Regions from separate parts of the Pan troglodytes genome. Here region 1 is linked to region 2. A link is a contact called in public HiChIP or PLAC-seq data. All regions are on one chromosome and are shown on one strand. Each heading gives the region's core, a stretch centred on a gene start, on an enhancer-like site or on the middle of the called end of the contact. The rest is flanking DNA. Distances are from core to core; before and after follow the strand shown. Region 1 holds the start of YARS2 (tyrosyl-tRNA synthetase 2). Region 2 holds the start of SYT10 (synaptotagmin 10).

What was found. HiChIP or PLAC-seq counts read pairs in DNA pulled down with a chosen protein or histone mark.
Region 1: an H3K4me3 HiChIP or PLAC-seq map of stem cell-derived excitatory neurons shows a contact between it and region 2, with 4 times the contacts expected there. The contact joins the promoter of YARS2 here to the promoter of SYT10 in region 2. A contact is called at or near these places in 1 of 7 Hi-C or Micro-C datasets (induced pluripotent stem cells) and 1 of 1 datasets of contacts at active chromatin or transcription factors (stem cell-derived excitatory neurons).

The regions. Positions count from the first base shown.
Region 1 is chr10:62,725,215-62,730,434 of NHGRI_mPanTro3-v2.0_pri, reverse strand. YARS2 (tyrosyl-tRNA synthetase 2) reads right to left here and starts at 1,556. Exons shown (of 6, transcript XR_010148052.1): 1 at 196-1,556.
Region 2 is chr10:62,026,992-62,032,442 of NHGRI_mPanTro3-v2.0_pri, reverse strand. SYT10 (synaptotagmin 10) reads right to left here and starts at 1,540. Exons shown (of 8, transcript XR_673435.5): 1 at 923-1,540.

The sequences.
Region 1 (5,220 bases), core at 307-2,806, 700 kb before region 2:
ACTCTTAATATCCTTAATTCAGCCCTTTAATTCTTATTAGCCAGTGTTATTAACGCCATTATAGAGCCTTAATGGGGATAAAACCAACAAGAGCTGGAACGAAGGGCAGCAACTACAATCCTAAGAGTGAATCACAGGCTACTAGTGTGTAAATTATTTGGTCCCAGGATTTCCCCAAGGTTTAAAGGCACTTACTTGTTGATGAACTCATATCCGGACATGATGTTGCCTAGTTGATCAGATCCGCCCAGCTGGACCCTGCATCCATAACGCTGGAAGAGGTAATAGAAGTCATAGGCCTGGAGCACCTGGTAAAAGAACTCGGCCAAGCTCATGCCCTCGGGGCTCTTGAGCCGCAGCTGCACGCTCTGCCGGCTCAGCAGCGTCCCCATGCGGAAGTGACCCCCCACTGCCGCCAGGAAGTCCACCAGGCGCTGCTTCTGGTACCAGGCCGAGTTGTCCAGCACAGTGAAGCTGCCCCAGGAGCGCCCATCAGTGAAAAGCTGCTGGTGATTAGCCGCCAGGGCCTCAAGCCCTAGGCGCAGAGCTCGCGCGTTGGCTCGCACGCGCTCTGTCTCCAGCGCCTCGCGTTCCTTGGTACGGCCGCTCGGGTCTCCCAGGCGCGCCGTGGCGCCTCCCACCAGCGCGATCACGTTGTGGCCCGCTCGCTGCAAATGAAACAGGCCCAGCAGCGCAAGTAGATGACCCACATGAAGCGAGTCTGCCGTGGGGTCGAAGCCACAGTAAATGGTTTGGGGAAAACTCGCCGTGCCACGGTCGAAGAGCTCTGGGAGCTCTATTTTCGTCCCCGTCTCCGGGAAGAAGTCCTTGAACAGACCTCGAGCCTTCTGCGCTGCCAGTAACCCCTGAGCGCCCGAGTGGGCCTTACGCAGCCCCAAGGGCAACAATACTGAGAGATTTAGGGTACCAGACCACCGGCCCCAGGAAAAGGACCGCAAGATGGGCGCCACCATCTTGGTGGCGGCACGAAGGGAATGCTGGGATTGCAAAGACTCCCACCACACCCACCTACTTACAGCTCCTAGGGAAGGTGCTTCAGTGTTTTTCTGCGCATGCCCGAGACGGTTACGTAGTTACGGAGCTTGCGCTCTCAGCAGTTGAGTCCCGACTCCAAGTGGCGATTCCGCCTCAGAGCCGTCGCCTTACGTTCCCTTAAACTTAATTTTTCCATCAGCAGTGTGGATCTGCTTATGATAGTTCCTACCTCATAAGGCTGTTGTGAGCCTTAAAAATTAAAGCATTTGGCACATAACGCTTCACAAATGCTGACTTGTATTTACATTTTCACGTAAAAAGATTGTGATGCGCAAGTTCTTTGAAGTCTTGGTTCCATGCAAAAAGCTGCTCACAGAGGTTGAGAAAGGTTAGGAATTGGTTTAACTTCGCGGAGGGATAGGGAGTTGCTGCTGAGACGCAAGCAATTTCATAGTACCGATTCCCTAATTGCACCTCAGTCCCCAGTATTCATCAACTCTTCCAGGAGGTGGCAGTCTTGTCCAAGGTATAGCAAGAAAAACTCAGTGCAATAAAGTACATGCATCAAGTCCTGTGGTTTATTTATTTTAAATACAGTTAACTAGGTTGGGACACAGCTTAGCATGAGTGGATTCAAATTAGTAATCACATCGTGCAGCGTGACAGGTGCTCTGAATACTGACCAGGGATGAGGTTCTTATCGGCAGCTGGCTGGCAGGTGATCTAGCTTCAAAATCCCATGTTAGAGCCTGATTTCTAGGACCGCTTTCAAAATCATCTTAGGTAGAATTCCCTGGACTCTGAGTTGGGGGGGAGACTGGTTTGCAGGAGGGTAATTGGAGTGTGCTCTTAAGAACAACACCTATAATGGAGTGAGGGAGGCCGGGTTGGGCGGAGGGAGAAAGAAGTGGAACTGTGAACAATTTGTAATAGAGGCCTCAGGCAATCCAGTAAGGGCTCTGGAGCCGGGATTTCCTTTCAGAGTCATCCTGAATTGAGGCCAGGGGGCAGACCTTTAGACCCTCTTACTGACTGCTCATTAAATGTGGGATGTTTCTGGGGAGGAAGCAAAACGCTGGGTTAAGGCTTTTGGAGAGTGAGATGTGCAGGAAGGGACTCCGCTGTGAGCAATAAGCAACCAACACTCCCAGCAGCTGGGGGATTGAGTGCCTTGGTCCTGTGACTGGGATCTGGGCCATGTTCCAAATCATTCCCTACAGGACTTTTCCATTTTTTAACGTTATAAAGTTATCTAACAAAATGAAAACTTATTTTAATAATTAGTTTCTTTGCATGTATAATTATCAGTGAATTAGTTTCTCATTGCCAAATAGTAACTTCAATAGGATTTTGAGATACTCATTCAATAGGCTATTAAACATACTCCCAACTGCTTAAGAAAATAGTGTGTTCTTTCATGTTATTATTCAAAATATCTTAAAATTTGCAATCATAACCTGTTGATCTTCAGTGTATTTTTTTTTTTAAGTGTCACTCTGTTGTCCACACTGGAGTGCCGTGGCAGGATCATGGTTCACTGCAGCCTTGAACTCCTAGGCTCCAGCGATCTTCCTGCCTCAGCCTCCCAAGTAGCTGGAGCTACAGGTGTGGACTACCATGCCTGGCTAATTTTTATTTTTTGTTTTTGTAGAGACGGGGGTCTCACTGTCTTGCCCAGGGTGGTCCTAAACTCCTGGCCTCAAGCAAGCTTCCCACCTCTGCCTCCCAAAGTGTTGGGATTACAGGCACGAGCTACTTTGCAAGGCCAATCTGCAGTCGTATGGTCCACCACTTTGATCAGGGACAGATTTCAGTAGGTATGGCAGGAAATTCTCCTGAGCACATGTAAGGAAACTCACATCTGGGCCACTTGTCACTTGAAAGCCAAAAACCCAAGAGAAGAGCTGTAGTGAAAGTAAAGTTAGCTTTATTCAAGAGACCAGCAACCCCGAGGGATGCAGTGAGCTAGCGTTCAAAGACCACCTCTGGTTTTTAAGGGCAATTAAGAGAAAGGATGATAAAAAGATTTTTGTGAAACGTGTGCAGTCTCAGGTCGGCAGTAAATCATTGCTTTCTTGGTCAATATTTTGTGACTTTCTGCAGGTACCATCAGCCTATTCTTATTAGGTCGGTCAGCCCATTCACAGAGAGGCTGATCTAGGTTTTTTTTTTTATCTCTGTTCAAGATCCTGTTTTTCTGAGGCTGATTTTAGTGAATGATCTACAAAATCAAGCAAAGCAATAATTGTATTCAAATAAGCAAGCTTTCCTCTAACATGGAATCAGTACTGTCACACACACAGCAAACGGTGCTTTCTATTTGGTACCTTAATACATAGGGCACACATGTGTTTCTGGTGACACACAACTCTCTGGCTTTTACAGGCGTGTTAGTAATTTGAAAATCCTACTTGTTACAACGGTATGCCAGGGTTACTTGATGTCAGGGTTACTTGATGACCTGTGCTTAATGGAGAAGAATTTTGTGGATAATGAGAAATAGAAAATTTCTACCTGGGATTAAAATTTATTATAAAGTCTTTTAAAAATAGATTTGAGCTCTGCTTTGTCTCTTAAGTTTAGTTGCATCTCATGAAGAGGCAGCAAAGTCTGATATAGAAGGTGGTGTCGGGCCGGGTGCGGTGGCTCACGCCTGTAATCCCAGCACTTTGGGAGGCCAAGGTGGGCGGATCACTTGAGGTTGGTAGTTTGAGACCAGCCTGACCAACATGGAGGAACCCCATCTCTACTAAAAATACAAAATTAGCCAGGCATGGTGGCGCGTGCCTGTAATCCCAGCTACTTGGGAGGCTGAGGCAGGAGCATCGCTTGCACCCACGAGGTGGAGGTTGCAGTGAGCCGAGATCATGCCATTGCACTCCAGCCTGGGCAACAAAAGCCAAACTCCGTCTCAAAAAAAAAAAAAAAAAAAAAGGTGGTGTCACAGGAGGTGCTAGATGAGACTTGACAGTAGCTCAATGACAGTAACAAGCAACAAGTTTGGAAAATACAGTCAGATCAATTACTCTCTTTTTATAATTTGTGTTGGTATTATAGGGGAAATTGGGCTTTGTCCCAAAGACAGGAGCAATAGTAGAAGATGGGACTTCCAAACCTTTGGAATTATATCCGTGGCTAAAATTTGATGGGATTGCACCCATGGTTTGCATTTGGGTTACAAAAAAGTGACCAAGTTAATTCTTGCTGTTTTTATTGGCTTAAAAAGTGAGTGAACAAGGGTTAAAAAGTATTTTTAAAAATATGATTTATCTCAACTGTAATAACTTGAGGTTAACTGGCCTTGAATTAGAGGCACATGTGTTTTACAGTTACCTTTTCCTGCAACAAAATGCCACATAAATGTTCTCTTTGAAGGGATCCCTGTTTTAAATGGCTTGGTTTTCAAAATGTAAACAAATATAAATATAATAGAATTCAAAAGACACAGAGTAAACAGTAATGGTATTTTAACTGATCTCTACTTAACTTTGAAAATTTCTCTATCTCTAGCATAGTATTAAATATATATTCAGATTACAGCAGAGATCTGGTTAGGGCTGAAATATGAGCTGCCCGAACGTCACAGCAAAATGACAGCAGAAAGAAGTCTGAGGAATTCTGATCATTATAATCACTATAAAATATAATTCTTATTTGTGTTTTCTGTTTTTTTTTTTCCCTTGGAGAACATTATTGGTGACATCAGATGCAAAAGGGAGTGGATAGGAACAAGAAATAGAAATTGTAAACCTATAATTGTAAACCTACGTAACCATGCCGGGTTACGGCCGGGCATGGTGGCTCATGCTTGTAATCCCAGCACTTTGGGAGGCTGAGGCGGGCAGATCACCTGAGGTCAGGAGTTTGAGACCAGCCTGACAAACATGGTGAAACTCCCGTCTCAACCAAAAATACAAAAATTAGCCAGACGTGGTGGCGGGCGTCTGTAATCCCAGCTACTCAGGAGGCTGAGGCAGGAGAATCACTTAAACCTGGGAGGCGGAGGTTGCAGTGAGCCGACATAGCACCACTGCACTCCAGCCTGGGCAACAGAGTGAGACAACATCTCAAAAAAAAAAAAAAAAAAAAAAAAAAAAAAAAAAAAAAAAAAAAAAAGGGAGCCGGACGAGCTGTCGGGTGGCGGCGCCGCAGCCATGGAGGGAGGCCGCGGCGGCGGCGGCGGCCCGGGTGGCTGCGCTGGGAGGCGGCGATGAGAGGCTCGCA
Region 2 (5,451 bases), core at 291-2,790:
AGCAGGCTGGACACACCAACCTTTTCCCCAACCGTGACCCAAACAGTGGCTTGGATTCGATCCTTTCCACCCCCAAGCCTTGAGGAAAATCCACTTGAGACTTTTTTCCATCTCCAGATTTCCGACGGTCGATATCCTCCTGCATCCAGCCCATTTCCTAGTTTCCTGAAGGGTAGGGAGGACGTCTGAGTTGGATGTCTGAGAGCGTGCGTGTGCTAGGGATTTTAAACGTTTCCCCTCTCTTCCACTTCTTCGATATGTGCTCTGAGCTTTAGGTGTCGCCTCACAAATGGGATCAATAATCCCTGTTTTACCAACTTTGTCATGAAACCCTAGAAAATCATATATATTAAAAGGGCTTTAGAAATTGTCAGGTGCCCGACAGGTTGCAGCCGCGAGTTACCTCGGAGGCCAAGGCAGCCACCTCTGCAAGGGAGTTCTGCGTCCAAGCATGGCTTGTCCGTCCAGCCTGGCCCCCATCAACAAGGCCGGGACCAGCGGCCGGTGGAACGAGCGAGAGCAGCCCTAGTCCCACAGGTGAGCCGCCCCCACAAGCAGCCAAGCCGCGAGCCGTCCCGGCGCCGTCACCGCCCGCACTCACCTCTCCACTCCGGGAGGGAGATGGGAGGCGCGGGAGAACGCGGAGAGGCGCGGCGAGGCTGGGAGCGGGAGACGGCGCCGGGAGGCGGGAAGCGGACCAGAGAAAGGGAGAAGCCCGGCAGGTGGACAGGAGGAAACAAAACCCAAACGCCCCACCCTCGACGTCGTCAGGAGCTGAGCGAAGGAAGGAGCGAGGTAGGAAAGCGCGGCGCCCCAAATATGCCCTGGGAGCGGCGCGGGAGGCGCAGAACCCCGGAGCTTGCCGCCTAGCGCGCGGGGTCCCAGCGGAGCGCGAGGACGCGAGCGGAGCCCTCCCGGTTACCTGTGCTGCTTCCGCCCTGGCTGCCCCTGTCCCGAGGGAAGATGCCCGAGCACTTCTCCCACTCCACCTGGCCGGCGAAGCACAGCTCGGTGACGATGTGCAGAGCCTTCTGGCACAGACTGTTCACTCCGTCCTCCTTGTGGAAACTCATCGTTTGGCTTTTCTTTCGCTTTCTCTTTTTTTCCCAGTTAGCCGTCTTTTCCTCTTCCCGTACCTCTAACCCCTCTGGCGCCCTAAGCCATAGTCCGCCCGCGGTGACTTTGGCTGGAGATTGCGCCGCTGAGAGCCGGCAACTCTTAGGAGCCCCACGTTGGCCCCATGGCGGGAGCGGAGGGCGCAGGGGAAGGAGAGGCGCGCGAGGAGGCTGCGGCTGCGGCGAGGTTTGCGCCAACTCTCCCGCCGCGCGAGCGAGCCGAGGCGCCTGGAACTAGAGACCCGGCATGGAGTGCTGAGGGGAGGGGGGAGCCGTAAAAAAGCCAAAGCAAGCCCTCGACTCGCAAGCACGCCCCACTCCTCTCCCCAGCGCACTGGTGTTTCTGGCGGGTGCCTGGCGGCGACGCGTCCAATCGCAGCCCGGCGCGGGCGCTAGGTGACAGGCGGCGGAGCGCGCAGACCCGGCTCCCCGCGTCCTCTGAAGAAGGGACTCGCGAGGGAGGGAGGGAGGGAGGGCGGGCGGCCCGGCGCCCCTGCCGAGGCCGGGGATGCTCATCGTTGCCCAGAGTTGGCCCGAGGAGCCCTCTCCGTTTTCCCAATACTTTTCCCTGCATCAATGCAGCCATCCCCGCCGCCTTTGTCTCTCCAACTTTTCCACGGATGTATTCTACTTTCTGTGCTATCTGCTTCTGCCCTTCTGGAAAAGTCATCCCAATAGAAGAAAAACGGAAAAAGTTAATTAGAAAAAAGAATGCGTGAATAAGCAAACCCTCTTAGGTAGATCACAAAATAAAATGTTATTTGTACTAATAATCAGATAAGATTCTGTCGATTAATCCGTAATTGGTGATTGAGAATGCACAACTTGACTCCCTCCATCTCCTTTCTTAGCGACTTAAAACAAGACATGGGTGTTAAAGGGAACAGGATTAAGTTCAAATCTGTCACACATCTCAGCCTAACCTTGAAGTTGTTTTCAGGTCTTGGCGATCCTCCGACTTCAGCCTCCCTAGTAGCTAGGACTCCAGGGACTCCAGGCGCTATCTTTTTTTAAAACTTATTGTAAAGACAAGGATCTCACTATGGTGCCCTGGCTGGTCTTGAACTCCTGTGCTCAATCAATCCTACCGCCTTAGCTTCCCAAAATGCTGGCACTAGCCACCACGGCCGGCCTGCTTTCGGGTCTTTGCCTGAGTCTGTAAAATGGGAGATTTGGACTCGGATGTCTTAAGCTCACCTGTTTTTATAATTCTTTAATGCAAATGGGTGCAAATCACTAGAACTAAAGCGACAAAATAAAATTAATAAACATGGGCTTCAGGATATAATATGTTTATATGGTTTTTAAACTGTTTTCGGGCAGAGTTTGATCCCATATCATAACCTGAGGATTGATTTAACCCTCTTGTGATGAGGGATTCTTTATTTTTGAAGTGGGATACATTGAACTTGTTAGCGTGTCTATGCTAGTAGAATAAGTAGTCTTTTTTAAAAACAGCTAATCAGTTCATGGTAAATTATTTGCTTTGCACAGGACTATGGTAAACCTACTATAAATATTAGGCATAGCACTCCAGTAGGGAAGCATTCATTAGTTGAATCATTTTGACCTGATCCATAGGACGATTGGTTTAACTAGGACTATTTTTACCACGAATTAAGACAAACTAAAATCTGCAGGCTTCATTTGGTTTTTGTCTTTATGCACACTGACTTGGGTGGTTTTTAAGTCAAATTGTCTAAAGAAATAATTTCACTGTCAATCAAAAAATATTAAACATCTACTGTATGCCCAAAACTAAATAACACACTTTAATAAGGCCCTTTCCAATTGCCTTTTGCCCCCCATTCTGCTACAGTCTACACAGACAGACCGGTAGAAAACAACCTGCAATGCAATGCTGTACTTTCATATTTACCATATGAACTAATTGCTGTGTAGGAGGACCAAATGAGTAATTATCTTTATACTACTTACAGATTCTAATTGCTTAAGTGGAGTAATGCAGAAGGTCTCCCTAATGACCCTCTTGTGTTTGATTTCAGTGTTAAACATTAAGTAAACAGATTCTGAAAATAACTTTCCTGGTATTTGTTTATGCTGTTCCTGGCCTGTTGCTACTCTTACTGCTGTGTTTTCACAACAAGCAGAGTTAATTTCACTTGGATATTCGTTTTTCTGAATTCATTTCTCTGAAAAAAATTTTCTTTCATCTAAAATGAATATCACAGGTTTTGATTTTTTTCTTTGTTCTTTGGACCATCTCACAGCTCATTAGCAGGCGAATCAAAACAGTTTTGTTTGTCACTAACTAAAAGCTCAGGTAAGAATTTTGGGCAAAGTAAAAACTGCATTGAAGGTCATCTTTTTCAATGCTGAAGGATAAGATGACAAGAATTTCAATTTTCAGTCTTTAAATTTTTTTCCAACTATTTCAGCTACCAAGAACCTAAAAAGTAAATCAAGCAATACAGATTTGCATTTACTTCCCCACTCACACTCTGAAGGAATTGGTGAAATAGTAAAAGGAGAGGAGTGCAGGTTAGACTGATATTTACTGAGCATTGTTGGCTGTGCTAAGTACTATAGTAGCCATTGTTAGTCAAAAAAATACTGGCTGTAATGATCTCTGTCACAGCTTCTTTCTGGATGACCTCTACGTTATGTAGAGGAGGGATTGGTTTGGAAATAAGGAGCCCAGGAAAAACCCGTGTGAACTAAGCATACCTGTTAAGTGAAAATTTTAAACATTCAAAACTCTGATTTCCCTACTTGCTCAATCCTCTTTCAATTCCTTCTTGCCCTTTCTCGTTCATATCGTGGGGGAGGGAGAGTTAACTTGTTAGGCAGAGATCTCTCTACGGTAAGGGGAACTTGGGAATCACTCTAACACTATAATTTTAAATATTATTTGACCTCCAAGACAGGAACTAAGAGAGTAGGTAAATGAAGAAATCTCAGAGCAGCTGAATGAAGATCACAGAAAATTATTAAATTTGAACTTACTTCAAGTGTTACTACTTTCCCTTTCTGTATTCTATTGGCAGCTCAGATTCACAACAGACCAGTTGTAACTTTCTGTATACACTTGGGGCTGGTCCTGTATTCCTCAATTCAGAAAATGGAATTGCCACTCACTCCCAACTGGTGATCATGATGACCAAACTTCTGGCTTGCACAGAAGAAATGAGAAGTCCAGTTCTGACTCCAGATCCTTTTTTCTTTTCTTTTCTTTTCTTTTTTTTTTTTTTTTGAGACGGAGTTTCGCTCTTGTTGCCTAGGCTGGAGTACAACGGTGCGATCTCGGCTCACTGCAACCTCTGCTTCCCCGGTTCAAGCCATTCTTCTGCCTCAGCCTCCAGAGTAGTTGGGATTACAGGCGCCCGCCACCATGCCCATCTAATTTTTTTGTATTTTCAGTAGAGGTGGGGTTTCACCATGTTGGCCAGGCTGGTCCTAAACTCCTGACCTCAGGTGATCAGGCCACCTCGGCCTCCCAAAGTGCTAGGATTACAGGCATGAGCCACTGTCCCCGACCCTCCAGATCCTTTTAATACAACCCAATTCATCACTCTGGAAGATTTGGTGTCTTCTCTTTTTCCATTATGTTCAATTTGTTCATTTTTCCTGATGGATACCCAGTGAGCATTTCAATCTGAGACTCAATGTTGAGTTCTTCAATTCCAAGAATTCTATTGATTTATTCCTTCAGTAATGTTCTAACTTCCATTTTTTTTTATGTGCAGTCCCTTACTAGAACTCCTTTTTTGTTGGATTTTTGACTGCTAGGACTGAATCGCCAATTTTCACTTCTCTTCTATTTTCCAATTTTGTCACCTTACTCCTTGTGCTCTAATTTTGGGGAGATTTCCTTTGACCTTGTTCTCTGAGCTTTCTATTAAACTACTATGATTTCATCTTTTATAGTTCTAAGATCTGTATACTTTTTGGCTTAGTGATTCTTTTTTCTTATTTCATGAATGAAAATCTTTTCTTATTTGTCTGACCATATTAATTATGTATATTTAACACCCTTTCACCCTCGTTTTAGTCTTGTCATCTTTTTCTCTGAATAACTCTTTTTTTGTTGTTGTTGTTCTGTTCTTTATGTTGGAGGATTTTTTTCTCAGGTGTCTGCTGATCCCTGGATCTCCATTTAAAAACACTGTAATATGGATTTGCAGGACCAAGTGCATCAGTAAGACATAGAAACAATGAGCATCACTGAAGGGCAATTCAGAACTGAGCTGTACTTTTAATTGGAACACCCCAAATATCCGTTATCAACAGCTTTATTCTCTGGAGTGATTCAGTTCTTTTCAGAGAGGGACTATCTAGTCTCTCACCAGGGTTGTAAGGTAGTAATTAAAATCTG